Regions from separate parts of the Hordeum vulgare genome. Here regions 2 and 3 are each linked to region 1. A link is a contact called in public Hi-C data. All regions are on one chromosome and are shown on one strand. Each heading gives the region's core, a stretch centred on a gene start, on an enhancer-like site or on the middle of the called end of the contact. The rest is flanking DNA. Distances are from core to core; before and after follow the strand shown.

Region 1 (2,700 bases), core at 68-2,567:
CCCAAAAGTTTATCCAACTTTCTCACCGCGACGTGCCCAGGGAGGATGCTTTTAATGATGTGGCTTGGATTCACATGCAAGCCATGCCATGCCCACTGTCGTCGTTTCACCTCGGATTCCTATTGCTATTGCAGAGCGTCCATTACAGCTCCAAAGTAGCAAGGATTTATGAGCCGCCAGGGTGGCCACCGGGGCCCACCTGCCAGGCAGGCCCAACGGCTAACGTCCCCTCCCGTGGGCCCAAGCTGCAGTGACTGCGACTAGTAAAATGGAAGGAAGAAGCACCGAGCCGACAGCCCACACCGGGACGCGCTATTTTGGGTGGATTCGAGCCATCATTGGCCCGGCCCTAACGTGCACCTGTCTCGGATTACTCAAATTTTAATTAACTAGTGCAATAATTACTCTGATTAACACCGACCTAGTACTAGTACTTACTCCGGTCAAGATCAAATTATCCTGACTGTCAACCTGGCGTGGTGCTTGTTGGGTTAATTGTAGTAGCGCTTGTTGTGCAGATAGAGAGTAAAAATAAATACTAGAGTAGTAGAGAGACTTAGTTGGATTAATTGTTGAGTGTGACGCAGATATAGGGAGTTTCTGTTTAGTTGTGGGAGCAGGACGTACCGGTAGGGGTGGAGGAGGACACCCTTGATCTTCTCGGTGCGGAATACGGGGCGGTCGTCAACGGCGGCACCGCTTTCGTCGGTCTCGCCATCTTCGCCGAGCTCCACGCCCACCCAGCTCTCGTCGTTGACGGCGCCGATCTGCCCCATGGCCACGATGTCCATGTCCAGCGACGAGGCGGCGGAGGCCACCGCGGCCGACCCCGTGCAGGCGCAAACCTGGAAGCCGCACACGCAGGGCTTGCCGCTGGCCGCCGGCGCGGCGGCAGCAGCAGCAACCGGCTCATTGCTCCGCACGCGGCCCCCTCCGGCCACCGCTGGCGCCATGGCCGTCGTCCTCAATGCACGCGCTCTCCTTTGCCTTTACGACAAGGAGAACAGGTCCAAGGTCCAACAATGGCAGGCTCAGGCAATGGCCGAGGCAGGCTTTAGCATGGGCAGGGAGAGAGAAAAGGAAGCAATGAATGAATGTAGGCGAGGGGGAGGGGGAGGAGGAGGTGCGAGAAATGACGAGTAAAGTACGTGGGGGATTTATGGGCTGGGATGCACAAGAAGTGTCGGTAGGGGGTTCAAGCAAAGCAAAGCTCTGCTCAGCTCGCTTGTCTTGCTGAGCTATCCAACCAACGGGTTGGAGCTGTGTGCGGGTTGTAAATTGTGTTTGAGCGGTGTGCGGGTGCGTTTATATGTAGGTGGTGCCAAGCACTTCCTTCGGTGTATGCAAATGCAATGCATGTACGCGTGTATGCTCGGCCCAGCCCATATGCTTATCATATGCCCGCACCGCACCGCACCTCACCTACCTACCAGGTTGCTTCCACTCATATTCCTGCCCCTGCGTGTCCCATGTGATTTGTGATGCCCTCCCCGCGCAAGAAAACTAGTACGTACGCAGTAGCTCTGATTAGCTTGCATTTCCGATTCTTATTAGTACAGGAGTACGTATATTTTTGCTCGCATAAGAATTGTTATTACTAATCCATTAATTAATTGGTCCCTCCTCCTCCACCGATTGATTGTTATATATGTTAGAAGTGTAATGAGAGAGGAGCTGGGCGTAGAATAAAGGTGCCGGGGGCGATGAGTGGTGATGATGATTAGTTTGTTTGTTATGCGAAGTGCCTGTATTTTTTTTTCTTTTTCTTAACTTGGTGGGGGGTTTGTGAGCTTGTGCTTGGTTGTTGCCCTTGATTGAGAGAAAGATTCTTTTCTTGCGCCTTTTCTGCTGCTCTCTCCCAGCCAGCGTGGCCCGTGAGTCCCTGTAGCATCGCCATGCATCAGTGAGCTGGTTTGAGTACCGTACAAGCCTCTTTGCTCCGCTGTGGCCTTGCAGCCCACCGGCAAATGCGATGCGGCGCTCTCTTCTGTCCATGGAATTTTTAGCACATTGATGTTTATGCGCAAGTTGGGTCTGGTTGGGGGATGCATTTTGGAGGATTGATCCATCGGTTTAACACTAGTAGGAGCAATTGCGACATATTCTTGTCTTGCTGGTTGAAAAGCGGAGGGCCATGCTCATGCAGCAGGGCCACGGAAGGGAAGAGTAATTTTGGTCACAGCGAAAGGTAGACATGCAGAGCCCTTTCCGGTTCTACCGCCTCCTTCTCTCTCTTTTTCCCCTTGTGGCTTTGGCTTTGGCTTTGGCTTTGGCGAGCAAATGCTTCACGAGAAGGAATGCATTGGTCCCCTGGCCGGAAGGAGGCTTGCCCTTCTGCCCGTTACGACGTCCCTATAGGAACGTCCCGCGCGTATCCGATGAGAGAGTCACGGCGGGGAACGTCGCGCGCGTATCCGATGAGAGATTCACGGCGGGGACGGGGAGGAGCACGTAATCCGTGCTGATGGAGCTCCCTGAACTAACGGGAGGAATCAAGCATGAGGTCTAGAGCAATTTGCAAATTAGGCCAGTTGTTAGGACAATGACGCGCGCGCGCCGGACAACTAATGGGTTCTGTCACGACCTCCAACTATAACCACACCGCCACACAACACACAAAAGGACAACATACCACAAGAAAACGATCGTGGCGAGCCGTGCACTGGTATGGAGAGGCCGGAGGAGTAATTAACCGGCCTT
Region 2 (2,700 bases), core at 138-2,637, 290 kb after region 1:
TTTGTATCGTGGCCGCATACTCGTTCTGGTACATACATGGTTCGTCCTGCATATCATCTGGCCAGGATGGCAAAGGCGATTGCCTCTCGCAGCATTTCGGGACGTGGTATGCCATCTGATCTCCAAAGTGAAGCCACCTCTTGGAAGAAAATCTGGGTGATCAAGGCGGCGGGGAAAATGTTGATAACTCTATGGAGGTTCGCTCATGATTGTTTGCCATCCGGGATGCAGCTTCATCGGAGACATTTTCCTGCATCAAAAGCTTGTGTCCATTGTTCTGTTGACGAGCGTGTTGAACATGCATTGCTTTTCTACCCATATGCAAAAGCTGTTTGGTCTGATGTCAAAGATTACTACAACGTGCATCTTTATCGGAAAGGGTTCACAAATAGCAAAACATGGATCTTTGACTTTCTGGCTCGTTGTGATGATCTTGCTGCTACAGTTCTTGCAGTGACGTGTGGGCATATTTGGGACGCTCGTAACAAACTCCGAGAAGAAAATATTAATCTGGCTCCTTCTAGTCTTGCATTGAAAATTAAAGCATATGTTGACATGATAGCGGAGCACTTGTTCATTACCAAGATCAACCATAGGCGTGAACCCTCTACAACAACATCCTGGTTCCACCGCTGGCAGGTATGGTGATGATCAACGTTGACGCTGCCCTTTTTACTAATTCCAGGAGCATGGGGGAAGGTGTGGTGATGCGAGAGAATTCTGGATCTTGCATTGTTTGCTATGGTATTGGTGTTCCTGAGGTAATCATACCTGAGCTAGCGGAGCCAATTGCAATCCAGAGAGCCTTGCAATTTGCGTTGAGCGAAGGTCTACAGGAGGTCTCACTCGCTTCAGATTGTTTGTCGGTTGTGCAGCGTATTAATTTGCCTGACCTGGATCAATCTATTTGTGGTCCTGTGATTCAAGACATCAAGCAACTTAGAACTTCTTTCAATTCTTGTTTTATTTTTCACGTGCTACGTGAACAAAATGTGGTTGCACATATGTTAGCTCGATCTTGTAATCAGTTAGGGTGTCGTGTTTGGCATGGTGTGTCTCCGGAATGCATCCGGAAAACTATTTGTATGGACATTATGTCTCGATGATTTATAAAGCGGGTGTGTTATAAAAAAAAACAATGAGTAGATGGAAAAAAATGCTACGTTTGCGTTGCCCTTGCTGCTGCCGCCTGACAGGTAGAGTGGTGGTAGCAGTAGTCGAAGAGAGTGCGTCGGGTTTGGTAGATGGATCGACCACGCGGCATTGGGCGGGCGCACCGGACAGAGCCGTACGTCGCCGCCCGCCTGGCGGCGTCGTGTACACGCTGCGAGCGAGTGGCACAGGCAAGAGGATGGTCGGCGATGACGTCCTGTGCACGGTAGGTCGCGGGCCCTTGTCCCCGGCTCCGACACGGTACGAACCCGCCCTCGCACGCATCCGGCCTTCACGTGACGAACCGACCCGCCTTCCGCGTTAACCCAAGGGTCGTGCGCCGAGGAAGAGGATGGGTGGAATGGAAGGGGGAAAACGGAACGAGAGTGGTGTCAATTCGTTTGCGTGTGGGGGCGCGGCGGTTGCGGCGTTCCTGTCGCCGGGAATGTCATGCCCCGTTGGGCGCGCGCGCTAGCGTCCACCGAGGAACTCAGGCACCGCGCAGCGTATCCATCGGGTCGGTTGCGGCATTGCTGTTTCGCGGCAGAAACCATGTCACCCGTGCTTTATTCCTTGGCGATGGGAACGGGTTCGATTGTGACGCCTACACACACCATGTACAGTCCGAGCGGCCAGCGCGGTCTGAAAAGCGAATAGCTAGGTAAACAAGGGCATTCTTCCCACACCAACACGTCACCGTGTATCCTTAAGCTGGGATGAGGCTAACTCCATCGCGCGACTCGAAACGAATGTACGTTTTGTCCGGATTTTGTCCGTTTGGGTAAGGAGATGGAGTCGTGTCTAGGTCTGTCCTGGGATGCGCTGACCGCGCGGCCGCATCCGTTTGCCCTATCTTGTCCGCGTCCAAATAGAACAACGATTCAGATGTCTGCGGCCAGTTCATGCCAGCGGCCCTAGTTCACGCCGGCAACACAACCAGCGGCTTACACGTCCTCGCCGGCAACACAGCCAGCCTCAAAAATGAATAGTTTCCTTTGCCGGTAACACAGCCAGCCTACAAAATGAATTTGTTTCTCGCCGGCACACAGCCAGCGGCCCAGCGGGACACAGCCAGCGGGCGGCACCCATGCCAGCCTTCAAAAAAGAACGGCCACGTCCGATCGAACGACCTAGTTCAGGTCGTCGGCGTCGAACATCTCCTTCCGCCTGGCCTCGAACCAGCTCCTCGTCTTCTCACTCATCTTCGTCAAGTCCACGCTCATGATCGCAAGGGCCACCTCCTTCGCTTTGGTTGCGGCATTGGTGACCTCAATGTCCAGCTGCCTCTTCCTGGCCTCGACATTGGCGGTCTCGATGTCAAGCTGCCTTTGTCGGGCCGCCTTCTTCAGGTCGATCTTTCTCTTCTTGGCCGCCTCCTCCATCTCTAGCTTCTTCCTTTGAAGGTCCAGGTATTGCTTCATTTGCTCGTCCTTGCTTTGCCGCTTCTTCTCGTCCCTCATGTCCTTTTGAGACACCATGCCATGCAATGTCTCATGCAAGGTCATGGATGCGGCATCACATATGTCGTTCACCTTGGAGTTGGTCTTG
Region 3 (2,700 bases), core at 141-2,640, 400 kb after region 1:
AGAGGCCGGGGCGATGCCTCCTTTTCGAAAAAAAACTTATGAGACAATGTGCTTCTATTCCAAACTAGCTCGTAATGAAATTTTATTTTGACCTAATAGGAAAATTGTGTCCAAGAAGTTTGCTTCCATCTAGAAAGTTGCATCCAAGAATATGTTTCCACATTGAAAATTTTGAGTCCTGTATATCCTTTTTATTTTATTTCCAACACAAGACGTGCTTCCATCCACTACAAATGTGTTTCCATTATAATTTCTTTTTGCAAAATTAAAATGCTTCTAGCATAACATTTTTTCTGTTTATGTGCTTCATCTACTTATAAAACATCTTTCAGACATAGTACATTTTTGCTTCCTTCACCAGTAATACAATGCTTCCTAAGATCATATCATGCGTATCCCACAAACTACAGACTTGCTTCCATTCAGTGCTTCCTACATATAGTGGTGTGCTAGCTTCCTTCCAACCGTTAGGTGATCCAGATGATCCAAGTGACGTCAATTGAGGGGTGCACGAACGGAGTGAAGCTGCAACATGGACACACAATTAGCCGAGATTTCAATTGATGGCAAAGTAGTTGAGGCTATGATTTACCTATCCTTTGAGGGCGACCCAAGGCGGCCATGGTTGCATGCGACCTCCACGCCGCCGTCGCCTTATGCGAGCCACATCGTGAACGCACCGGAGTCCATCGCCTCGCTCGCTAATGCATTATGAACGCACCGGTGATCGAAGTAATTGTAGATGACGGCGACGGAGATGGGGTTGCGAGCTCGCTGCTCCTGTACCTCGATCATGGCAGCTTAGTACTCCTAGATGGCAACTCGCTGCATAATCAGAAAGTACATCGGGGATGCGGTTGACGGCTAGCAAGGAGAGGTGCGTGGGGAAGAGAGAGGAAACGGGATCTGGAGCAATAAACGGACAGGTAATTAAGGAGTTAGCGTTATCTGCTGGATGTTAGCTTATGTACAAAATGGTTGTATCTAGACCATGAGATTAAGCTAGAATCAAGGAAAGGCGGGTGGTCTCCAACGAGTATGGACATGTTATTTGAGACGTGGCTTAATGAGATGGACGTCATCATAGCTAGACACATTCGATAGGAACAAGTGCCATGCTTTGGGCTATATGAAATTATAGAAATGATATAATTTTTGACAGAAAGAATTTCACCAACGTTTTGCAGGTCATCTACTCCCTCCGTCCGGGTGTGTAGGGCGATTTTTAGAAAGCTCAGCGATTTAGGCGGGGAATTATTGGACGAGACGGGCGTGCAGATTTTGCTAAAAAACGAAACAGATTTGACAATTAATCCCAATATTAATGCTGCCATTAGTGTTATCTGCATGCATTGACTATTTCTTCTCTCACAGACGTCATCTTCCTTCTTGAATAGTACCAGTACGGTCACTGCATGGATAAACGAGGAGCCAGGAAAGTAGTACTCCTCGAGTAGTACTAGGCGTTTGAGATAAACGAGGAGCAGTTAATTAGATTATGTCTAACACTTTAGGAATTCTTGGATTCTAAAAGTCGCCCTATGCACTTGGACGGAGGTAGTACAGATCTACAACTTGGATCCGTACGTGATCGTAACTCAGGCATGCGGAGTCCATGGGGTTTTGGTTACTGGGTGCAGCCGAAGGTTTTGGTTACTGGGTGCAGCTGATGAGAGATGACAGCGCGGGCTATCTTCAACCGATATGAATGACGACACACTAATAGGCTAGATGTTTAGTCGTTGTAGGCTATTTTTATCTGGCCAAATGTGACATGTAATCTTTGTTTTTTATGAGTTTTTTTGAGCTCTCATTAGATATTGCACTTGTTTGGAACTCTTTTTTTCTAATAAAATGGTTGCATGCATTATCATGCTGCAGAGGCCGGGGCGATCCTTCTTTAAAAAAAAAAACCTCACCACTGGCTGATACAGTACCAGTAGTCCAGTGTTGGTTCAGTCACGTATTCTGCCTGCAATGATCACCGACTGGTTGCATTTGCAAGGCAAGGAAGAGGTTATACAGCAGTTGGGGTTTGGCACGCATAAGCCCAGTTTCTGTATCTGCACGCATCCCTTTCTTCCATTCATTCAGAATCAGCCTGCTCGTGGTCCTCCTGCCGCACCTTCTGAGTGACAGTGCAAACACATTGCCACGGCGTAACCTCGAAATCTTGCCTTGTCTATAAGACGGCGATGTGTCATGTTCCTCATCCGGGCCTAGAGAATGAGGCCAGCAGCTGCATTCCGTTACCTGTTCAATGACGAAATTGACTTCAACGGTCCAGTTCAGGTGTAGCCCCAGATGAACCGGATCCAAACTCTGAGATTTCATGGCTTCATGCCACAACAGCTGAAACATGTGTGGGTCGATCAGGTTCAAATCAATTCACAACCTCACGACTGTTCTAAGCTCGACAGCCAATAGCTTATGCCACCATTACACAAAGCTGTCGAGCAACTACAGAGGAGAATGGGGAATACATGTTTTTCCAACTGAAAAATCTAAGTTTAGTCCTAGAGCATTCCAAGGGTTAGAAGATATCCCCCGGACCGTTCCTTTTTCCTATACAAGCACAAGCGCAAGCACATAGAGATCGGCGTTATCCGCCGCAGCCGCAGCAGCACTTGAAGCAGCTGCAGCAGGCTGGGCACTTGAATACACGAAATGTGAAGCATTTCCTCACTGCATGGCAGCAGC

Evidence for each region. A called contact is a pair of places that touch in the nucleus more often than the background predicts.
Region 2: a contact with region 1 is called in a Hi-C map of leaf, with 7 times the contacts expected there. The contact joins the enhancer-like site here to the promoter of LOC123411279 in region 1. A contact is called at or near these places in 2 of 6 Hi-C or Micro-C datasets (leaf and seedling).
Region 3: a contact with region 1 is called in a Hi-C map of leaf, with 3 times the contacts expected there. The contact joins the enhancer-like site here to the promoter of LOC123411279 in region 1. A contact is called at or near these places in 3 of 6 Hi-C or Micro-C datasets (leaf and seedling) and 1 of 1 datasets of contacts at active chromatin or transcription factors (embryo).

Annotation. Positions count from the first base shown.
Region 1 is chr7H:366,742,430-366,745,129 of MorexV3_pseudomolecules_assembly, forward strand. LOC123411279 (probable mixed-linked glucan synthase 6) reads right to left here and starts at 1,318. Exons shown (of 3, transcript XM_045104211.1): 1 at 628-1,318. The coding sequence starts at 953.
Region 2 is chr7H:367,028,579-367,031,278 of MorexV3_pseudomolecules_assembly, forward strand. No RefSeq gene overlaps it. Among protein-coding and RNA genes, the nearest start is that of LOC123414480, 120 kb to the right of the region's middle. Within about 2 kb of position 1,388, at least 3 of the 3 cell types and tissues checked have open chromatin away from gene starts, as enhancers often do. A contact at or near this core is called in leaf and seedling, where this site is marked.
Region 3 is chr7H:367,143,576-367,146,275 of MorexV3_pseudomolecules_assembly, forward strand. LOC123407891 (alpha/beta hydrolase domain-containing protein 17C-like) reads right to left here. Exons shown (of 6, transcript XM_045101130.1): 6 at 2,308-2,700. The coding sequence ends at 2,603. Among protein-coding and RNA genes, the nearest start is that of LOC123414480, 5.8 kb to the right of the region's middle. Within about 2 kb of position 1,391, at least 2 of the 3 cell types and tissues checked have open chromatin away from gene starts, as enhancers often do. A contact at or near this core is called in leaf, where this site is marked.